Linked DNA regions of Gossypium hirsutum: region 2 is linked to region 1. A link is a contact called in public Hi-C data. All regions are on one chromosome and are shown on one strand. Each heading gives the region's core, a stretch centred on a gene start, on an enhancer-like site or on the middle of the called end of the contact. The rest is flanking DNA. Distances are from core to core; before and after follow the strand shown.

What was found. Hi-C and Micro-C count contacts between places; a contact is called where the count stands out from the background.
Region 2: a contact with region 1 is called in a Hi-C map of leaf, with 2.7 times the contacts expected there. The contact joins the enhancer-like site here to the promoter of LOC107948911 in region 1. A contact is called at or near these places in 17 of 34 Hi-C or Micro-C datasets (anther, callus, cotyledon and 4 more).

What each region holds. Positions count from the first base shown.
Region 1 is chrA04:73,174,699-73,179,287 of Gossypium_hirsutum_v2.1, forward strand. It overlaps LOC107948911 (expansin-A6), which reads right to left and starts at 2,352. Exons shown (of 3, transcript XM_016883572.2): 1 at 2,112-2,352; 2 at 1,586-1,904; 3 at 300-1,106. The coding sequence starts at 2,277. The coding sequence ends at 797.
Region 2 is chrA04:73,227,929-73,232,517 of Gossypium_hirsutum_v2.1, forward strand. No RefSeq gene overlaps it. Among protein-coding and RNA genes, the nearest start is that of LOC121228333, 18 kb to the right of the region's middle. Within about 2 kb of position 2,668, at least 5 of the 9 cell types and tissues checked have an H3K27ac peak or open chromatin away from gene starts, as enhancers often do. A contact at or near this core is called in hypocotyl and leaf, where this site is marked.

The DNA.
Region 1 (4,589 bases), core at 1,102-3,601:
AAAACCATTTGTCTGCAAAAATAAATGTATGAAAGAGCATATTCAGTCAGTAGAATGAAAAATAACAGAATGGAGGCCAAATTTTTTATATTTTTACTTGTAAAGCAAGCTTAGCATATTTATAAATGGATGTCTAGGGTACATCATTATCATTATTGGAAGAGAGGAAATTAACCCAAATGGCCCTTTTTGTTTTCTTCTTTTTTATCTAAATTTGGAATGTGATGTCCATCAGAATCAGAAATGGCCCACTTCCTTTTATCACAATCTTCAATATAATTGCCATTGCAACAAAGACAAAGAAGCAATTGCCTTTTCAATTATTTAACGTAGAGACACAAGAAAGACATTGCAGATCAAGAAAATATTGTTTTGGTTTATCTAAATCTCTCTTATTCTCATAGCAGTAAAAATGAAACTACTATATGACTCGAGTGCTGCGGGCTGCATGTTTTCTTTTGCTTTGCAGCCGCTTCAGCACCCCCACCTTACAACTTTTTTTGCCATCAGCTGGAATTTTTTTTACTGTTACCCACCAGCTTACTTGCAATTCACAAACAAAAGAACTACAAAATGCAACACTCATGACTCAAATCCAACAACACACACAATGGTCACTTGGTGACTTTGCTATCTATTTTTCTTTTCCGTAAAGTCCTACCCAAAAGCCCATTTTTACCCACCCGCCACTTCAAATTTTCCCGAGAAAATAAAGGAAAATTGAAGGGCAGGAAAGAGAAAGTTAAATTGAAGAAGTGGTAATAAAAATTAAAAGGGGAAAGAAGTGTGTTTAAAATCAAACACGGAAATTCTTTGCGGTGAAGGTTTGTCCGAACTGCCAATTAGCTGGTGCCACGTTCCAGGAGGTGGAGGTTCTTCTATCACTGCCCGTCACTCTAAACGAGAGTTGTTGGCCTACCAAAACGGCGTTGGACTGCCAGTTCTGACCCCAGTTACGGCTCATGCTCAACCAACCGGTGTTGGTTCCTTTCACGCTCACCTTCACAATATCCCCCGCACCCGCCACGTTGGTGACCAAAACCAAGTTGAAATAACGGAATCCGTTGATAGTGAATCTAATTCCACCTTGCTTTCGGCATGGCACTCTGTCAATCAATCAATAATTTAATAAGAAGGGTGTTTGTGGAAATTACATAAATTGAAAGCCCTTTTTTCCTGCATTAATGATGGTATGTCGTCAATTTTGTCGTTTAAGGAGGATGTCTGAATGGGCGGAAAATCTTGGTGATCCCCAAATTTACAGTACTGCCCTGGTAATCATTGGGAATCGAGAGAGGAGGGGTGTTTGGGTCATTCCAGGCGTCACAGGAAAACCGTTGGATCTAAGTGTGGGTAAAGGATATTAAATTCTGGATTGATTCTCAAAATCTCAACAGACCCCGAGATAATGAGGTCATAAAGGGCGATTCTTTTGAGGCCCTCCTTTTGCCTTTCCCAAGGAAGTACGTAAAAAGTTATTTTAATTAAAAACAATACTGTGTTTGGTTCCTAAATGTATACACATTTCACCACCCTTCTCTTCGTAAAAATACTAATAAATGGAAGAGTAATGAGGGAGACTGACCTGCGGAAGGAAACGGGGACAATACCAGCACGGTACTCGGCGATCTTAAGGAACATAGGCATGGCAAGGTCAAAGTGAGGGCGAGGAGGGTTACACCAGCCGCCATTATCACTTGGGAGAGCATAGTTAGGAGGGCAAAAGTTAGTAGCAGTAATAAAAATGGAAGGGTTGCCTGGGTGGCACCATCTTGGGTCATCCGTGCACTTGATCTCAAAGCAAGCTCCGCAGCTTAGCCCATTGTTGAAAATGGCTGTGCTTAATGCTGCAGTGTTCACGCCATACCCTTGGCTGTACAGATTCCCATACCCACATGCACCGCCTTAACAAACAAAAAAGGGAAACAATTGAAGGCATTTTAATGGACATGAAGAAAATAATGCAATGCAATAAAATAAAAAAAAAGAAGACGAAACAGAGATTTTGTTGGAAAATGCATGTTAACAAAATGGGTTATTTTTTTACCGCTTTGCACTAGAAGTAAAACAAAATATTAAATGTTATAAGATTAATAGAAAGAAAGAAATACCCATAGTTCCAGAAGCATCACTGCCACCATAAAAAGTAGCATGGGCAGATTCCCAAGAGCCACCAGTGTAAACTCCAGGGATTCTTGCATTCACCATGCCAAAAAGGCACATCAATGAAGCAAAGCATAGCAGTGTCAAGGAAGAAGAAGAAGCGTCAACAGCCATTGTTTTATTTAAAGAGGAAATTATGAGGTAAAAGAAAGAAAGGGTGATTCGTTAACTTTGGGGCGAATGGAAAGCGGGAAGAAAGTTGGGGGGGTACTTATTGAGGAACCGGAAGAGTGAAGAGTGGGGGCCCACAATAAATGAATGCAGTCCATTTCTCATTAACCCCATTTTTCTGCAATTAAAATTCAAACCTCACAACTTTTATTATTACTATTTAAGACATGTTTGGTTTTGTTCCTAAGACTCCGAAATTTGAAGGCCATGTGGCTCACACATGGGCAGTTCTTAATTTTGTTTTAGTCAAAGAGTGGTGCAAAAATTGAAGACCTAATTACCATAATTGGAATGCTTGCACATGCATCCTTCACGTAAGATGGTACTAGAAAGTTTAAGCTTTTTGATTTCACACATAAATCAGTTCTTTTTAGAAGAATCTTTAAAATAAGGTTTAATTATTCAGATTGAAACATTGAAATGCAACACTCATTTGCTTATGGAGAAAATAGCGGTGAAGGCTCAAGTAAAAAAGTCAATATCTCGGATAGGTGTCTCAAAGGTGTTGTTTGAAGAGATGTTTAAATAGGTGTTTGAACAAAAAGTAAATCAGTCCTAACAAGTTCAGAGACATATTAGGAGAATGGAGATAGTACAAGTGTGAAATCATAAATTAAACAAAAAAAAAAGTTAAACTAATACCTAATTATGTAGGTGATTCTTTTTTGTTCACACAACTATAAAAATTCTCAATTTAATCATTAAATTTTTTTCAAAATTTGATTTTGTAGTCTACTGTTAAATGGGTAATGAAAATCTAATAATTTTTAGATTTCTACGTGGGTAAGTAAAGTAGTTTATTGTTTCCTCTTCACTTGACTTAGCCGTCGTCGCCCTACTCCGGTGGCTATTCCTATCCATTTACTTCATTTTATTGAAGGAAAGTAATTCCTCCCATATTGTCACAACAAATATGCATTGGAAAGTAAGTAATGAACCACATAATTAAACATTTTCTATTACTATATTGATAATACAATTTCACAAATAAAGTAGGTGGGACTTTAAAGATGCTACCAATTGAATTCTAAACTTTCAATTTCCAATATTATAAAACATTTAATTGATTCATCAACATTCACAAAATTTATAAGAAATTACTGAATTATTTGAAATATATGCAAACTAATATATATTAAAGTATTGAAAATTGGCACTAGAAGATAAACAGAGGGGTTATTTGCAGCATAAACCCCTTCGTATTATTTATTTTTATAAGGCTTTCTACTTTCTTTTATTTACTAATCTAGCCCTTTCAATTTTATAGTTATTCTTAATTCAAAAATGACTTAATAATATTATTTACATTAATCAGTATATATTTTCACTTAATTATGAAACAAAATTGTCTTGTTTTTTCTCTGTTATTTATAAAAGGTTAATTTTATGACTGATTAATTAATTGAATTTTTTAATTATATTTAAATATTTAACTAATAAATATTAAAAATTATATTTTAATTTTAAATAAATATACATAATGCTCAATAAATATTAAAAATTATATTAGAATAAATAATAAGGGTGCGTTTGGTTCATCAAATCCTAGATTACGTTTAATAATAAAATTACAAGAATGTAAGATTATGTGTGCAATATAAGATTATCTTATTTAGTTTATTTAATTGAAACATAAGATCCATGTGTTTGGTTAATAAAATATAAAATTACCTAAAAATAAATTTTACTAATTTGTCCCTATTATAAAATTTTTATTTTTATAAGCTTAACATTTTTTAGCCTTAAATTTTTTATAAAATTATAATAACTTAAGAAATTTGTTTGCATTACACCTTGATTTTTTTTATATGAACCCAATTTAACAATGCTCTAAAGAACTTGGCTTGCTTTTAATATGAAAAGTGAGGTCATTAGCATCCAAGTTTTATGTTCAATTTAATGACTTCCCAACAAGTATAAAAAGATTGTGCTTTTTTTTTTAAACAATGTGCCTCTCTTTTTTAATTTGTTAATTTTTGTGGCAATTTAGATTTTGTTTGATAATATAAGTTATTAGTACTTATTTTTAGAATTTTTTTGTAAGATAAGAAAAGATAGAGGATTTTATTTTCAAAAAATAGGACCATATAAAAAAATCTAGTTAATTTAATAATTTCATAAAAGAAATAAATTCAAGTTATTAGTTTAACATGAAACACCAAAATGTGAGAGTACAGGATGGACGGAATGTTGAGAATCCAAACACTACAATCTCATTTCAAAATGTAACATTATGAGTCGCAATGTAAAATTCA
Region 2 (4,589 bases), core at 1,418-3,917, 54 kb after region 1:
TAAACATTTTTAGTTATTATTGTAAAATTTAAGGTTGTTTCATATGCATGGATATTTATATATAAACTAGTGATAATATGCATATAAACTAACTAAACTCTTATCTCTAAATAGAGTTGTTCATGGATCAGACCTATGTAATGAAATTAGTACACTTTATACTTATCTAAACTCGACTTGAGTTTGAATATGGGCCTCAAGTTTTGCCCAAATCCACAATATTTAAAAATAGTTAACCTAAATCCATTTTAAGCTCGTACATATTTTTTTAATTCTTTTTTTAATATATTATTTACTCATTTAATAATTTTCTTTTATTTTTCAATAAATTTCTTTTATTAAATTTTAAACATAGATAACTTAAGCATATCTTTTAAGGCTTACATTTTTAACATTATATATTTGATTTAATTTTTTATAAATTACATACTACATAAAAATAAAATAAAAATAAAAATATATATTACAAAGTAGAAAATAAGTTGGGTTTAGTCCTTGAACGTTGGAGCCCATGCCTAACTCATATTTTAAACGGATCTAATTTTTTCACAAGCCTATTTTTCGAGTCTTATATTTTTTTTTCCAAATTCTCTTATATTTCAATTGTGTCTTTAGATCAGGCTAGTAGGTTGACCCTTAAATAGGTCTATCCCAATTTTTTTTTTATGAAAAATGCATAATTAATGACTAGAATTTATCACACATATGAAAAGATAATTCATTATATATAGGTTTATATTTTAAAAATAATAACTCATATATAAATTATATATTTGAAGAAATAATAATATTTAAAAAAGGTGGGTAGCTTTATTTCTTAATAATTAGAAGTTACATGAATATTAATGGGTAGTTTGTTTTTTGACAAAAACAAATAGATAAGTTTAATTGAGAAAATGATTTTGTAGGCAATTAGTTTAAGAGTACCAGATAAAATTAATTTATTTTATAAAATAATTAAAGAAAAATTATTTAATATATCGTTAATGGAGTATTTTAGATTTCACAAGCGAGTTAAAGGTTTGGCAAATATATTTAAGCTTTAGCAAAATAAAAATAAATAAAAATTAATTATGTAGATAAATGTAATACTTCTCATACTCTCAACCCGTTTTATTGAGAAGTATTTTTTTATTATGAAAAAGCATGTTTATATTTATTATATTATGAGAAAATATTTTTACATTAATTACGTTATGAGAAAGTGTGTTTATATTAACAATCTCACGATTTATTACATGATGAGAGAGAAATATGGAGAGAAAATCAGAAATTCCATCAAGAGGGCATCCATGTAATTTTATAAATTTTTTTAAAAATATATAACAACTCCCTAATTTTAAATTTGATATTTAATATATTCATGCATAAGACTGCTTGTTAACATCCCAAATATCAATATTTTATCGTTCCCCTTCTCCGATTTGTAATATGGAAGTGACAGATGGTGAAATTGATTTGGACGAGATTAAAGAGGATGATAGAAAAGGCGGATACGGGGGGTTGGTAGAGACCCTGGCCCCCCTAAATGGAAATTTTTTATTTAGACTATTGAAATTTTTTAAAAATTTTAAATTAATAAACGTAAAATTATACTTTGACCCCTCTAAAATTATAAAAATTCGATTTAATCCTTTAAAAATTATAAAAGTATATACTATACAAAATTAAAATTTCATTCGACCCCTAAAAATTTGTTCTAACTTCACTCTTGGATGATAGAGAGTGAGATGGAGGTGTGGAGAGGTGCATCCTTTACCATGACACCATATTACACTTGTTTTAACCCCACTTATCCACCCCTCCCTTCACTCCAAATCATGTAAATCCACGCTCAATTACTCTATTTAGTTCACATTTATCATTGAAAGTATATTTTCTGCTTCTTTTTAGGATCATTTCCATCAATTCAACTGCAGACATGTTTAATGTTCTAATCGCAACAAACCCAGAATTTATTAGCCAACTAGACTGCTCATTGGATATGTTGAAGACTTTTCTTGGCCTTTCATGTTGATTTTGAGGTGCTTACAGTTTGATTTTGCATTGGCTTGATTCATGCTACAAACCAAGAATCGGATGTCCTCACTCACCATTTGGTCAATCAATCCACTATTTCATTTTGTTATTATTACTATGTTTCTGTGGCCCATATGCTCAGTAACCTCATAACATGTCATCAAAGCCACAAGTAATAGAAAATTGTTTAATTTCCATCTGCAAATGTTATCTGCAGCCTCTCTTTTTAGCTAAGATACTAGAATCCTCCTTTAACCATCATAAAATAATTGATGGTGCTCTCAATGGACCTCACATGGTCCCCTCCCCCGTTGCAAGTTGGATACATGGCATAGAGTTAACCCTACCTTGTTTCTGTTATCAGCAAATCTTGGTGCTCTCACATGCTTCCATGGTTCAAACAGTATTCTCTATTTTGCAGTCCTAGGAGCCAGAATTTTTTTGTAAGAGTGAGAATAAATAAATAAATAAAAAGAGAGAAAATTATAATTTTTTTTTGAAGCTAAAAGAAAATTATTTACCACATTTAAGCATGAAAATTTGAAAACAATGTGAAAGAGGAGGGAGGCCAGGCCTCGGCCTGTGACCTTGCCTACGCCCCTAGGCCTAGGTCTGAGCCAGTTTCTAAAACAATAGCTGCGTTAGGCTTAATAAAGAAGAGGTTCCTTAATTGTTAGTGTCTCGTTTACCTAAAACCGTAATGGATAATTATTGTTTGTCTGTATCTAATGCAAGAATCTAGTGTATCTTAGTCTACAAATTTTGGAAACAATACAAACACACTATACATTTAATGAAAAGGACAACGATACAATTATTACAAACACATTTAAATACGATTAAATCTATTGATTTCTGTGTGGCCTATTAATTACTGTTTATTTCGTATACCTTAGAAATTATTTGTTAATAATTTTAATTCAATTGGCATGAATATTATTGTCAATACAGAATGATGTGAGTTTGAGTGTAGCGTATTATGCTCCTATTTATGGGTTGAGAAGAAGCTATAAATAATTCTAAATATTGTGTCAAAAAGAACATATATAATCAGAATCTATAATAAAATTATTAAAAAAAACATTATCAATGTGTTTACTAATAGCCTAGATTCAATAACAAGAGATTAAAGTATAAAATTCTTAAATTTGAGTATCATTTATGTAAATTTCCCGTTTGAATTTTATTCTAATTTAAATATCATCATAAATTTACTTTATTTTGTTCCAATATAATCGTGTTAAGTTTAGAAAGAAAGAAAAAAGAAAATCCATCATCTAAAGGTTTAGAAATGAAGTAGCTTTGGGCGATGTATCCATTGCAACGAAAATGAAGGGGCCTTATAAGGGCCTTTTTTCTTTTTTTCTGTAAAATACGTCCATAGCCCTCGGCTCTATGGTCCATTTGACAATACCGGCTTCGCTAAGTCAAGGGTAAATGTCGGGTAATCGGGTCAAGTCGGACAAACATGATTTTTCATTTTTTAGAACATTTTCAAAATAAAAAAAAATTATATCTTCTATATTTCGGCCTTCTCGGCCGACTCATCTCTACTAGCATTAAATTTTTTATTGAGTTTAATTTCACAAATAATCGAATATTATTTTAATTATTTAAAATGTTAATTAACTCAAATATTATAAGAAAAAAAGTCAATCAATAAAAGATCCTCAAATTATGACCCTCAATTTAAATTAGTTTCTAAACTTTAAAACGTTTTAATTATATTTTTAAACTATTACTATTAAATTAATAAAACCTTTTTATTATTGAAACTGTTATTTTAAACATTTCAAGACGTGTAAAATCTTATGCGAAATAATTAAAAATGAAATTTTAAAGAAAAGTAAAATATTGTCGCATAATTTTTAAAATTAAAAATAAAAATAGAGTAAAATAGAAAAAAGAGTATGAAATATTGTTTCTATAAAAGCTTTGAGAACCATAAAATCAAGACTTTTACAACATCTATTTTTATAATATTTATTTTCCTTTAAAGTTTTCATTTTAAATAATGTCATATAAAATCTGACGTATCATTTAAAAGTTAAATTAATGATTTTAATAACGAAAGGACCTTATTGAAATAGCATCGATAATCAGAGGATGTAGTTAGAATTTAGTAACAACGTCGAAAACTTGATGAGTGAAATTTGTAAAATAATTGAATGTATCAATTGAAGTAATTAAGTGATGAAAAGGTGTGTTCTCATGAGACCAAATCTTAAGTTGCTACGTATTAACTATTTAATTTTTATCTAATCTAGATCAATAAAATAAATTCTAAATGCTATTAAAATTAATTAAGCTAATTAAGGAGATTTTATTAAATTAAAATAATAAATTTTTTTAAATTTTTCAATCAATTTTAAATATTTGAAACTTTAACTTTACCTAAACCAATTAATCAATTATTTATTTTTCACTCAATTATCCCATCTATATAATTACTAACCTAATATTTAATAGCATTCACTACACAATTTCAATATTTAAAGAAATTAAAACAACACCGTCAATTGAGTATTAAATCAATTAGCATAGGTATTGTTGTCAAGAGGATATGGGTT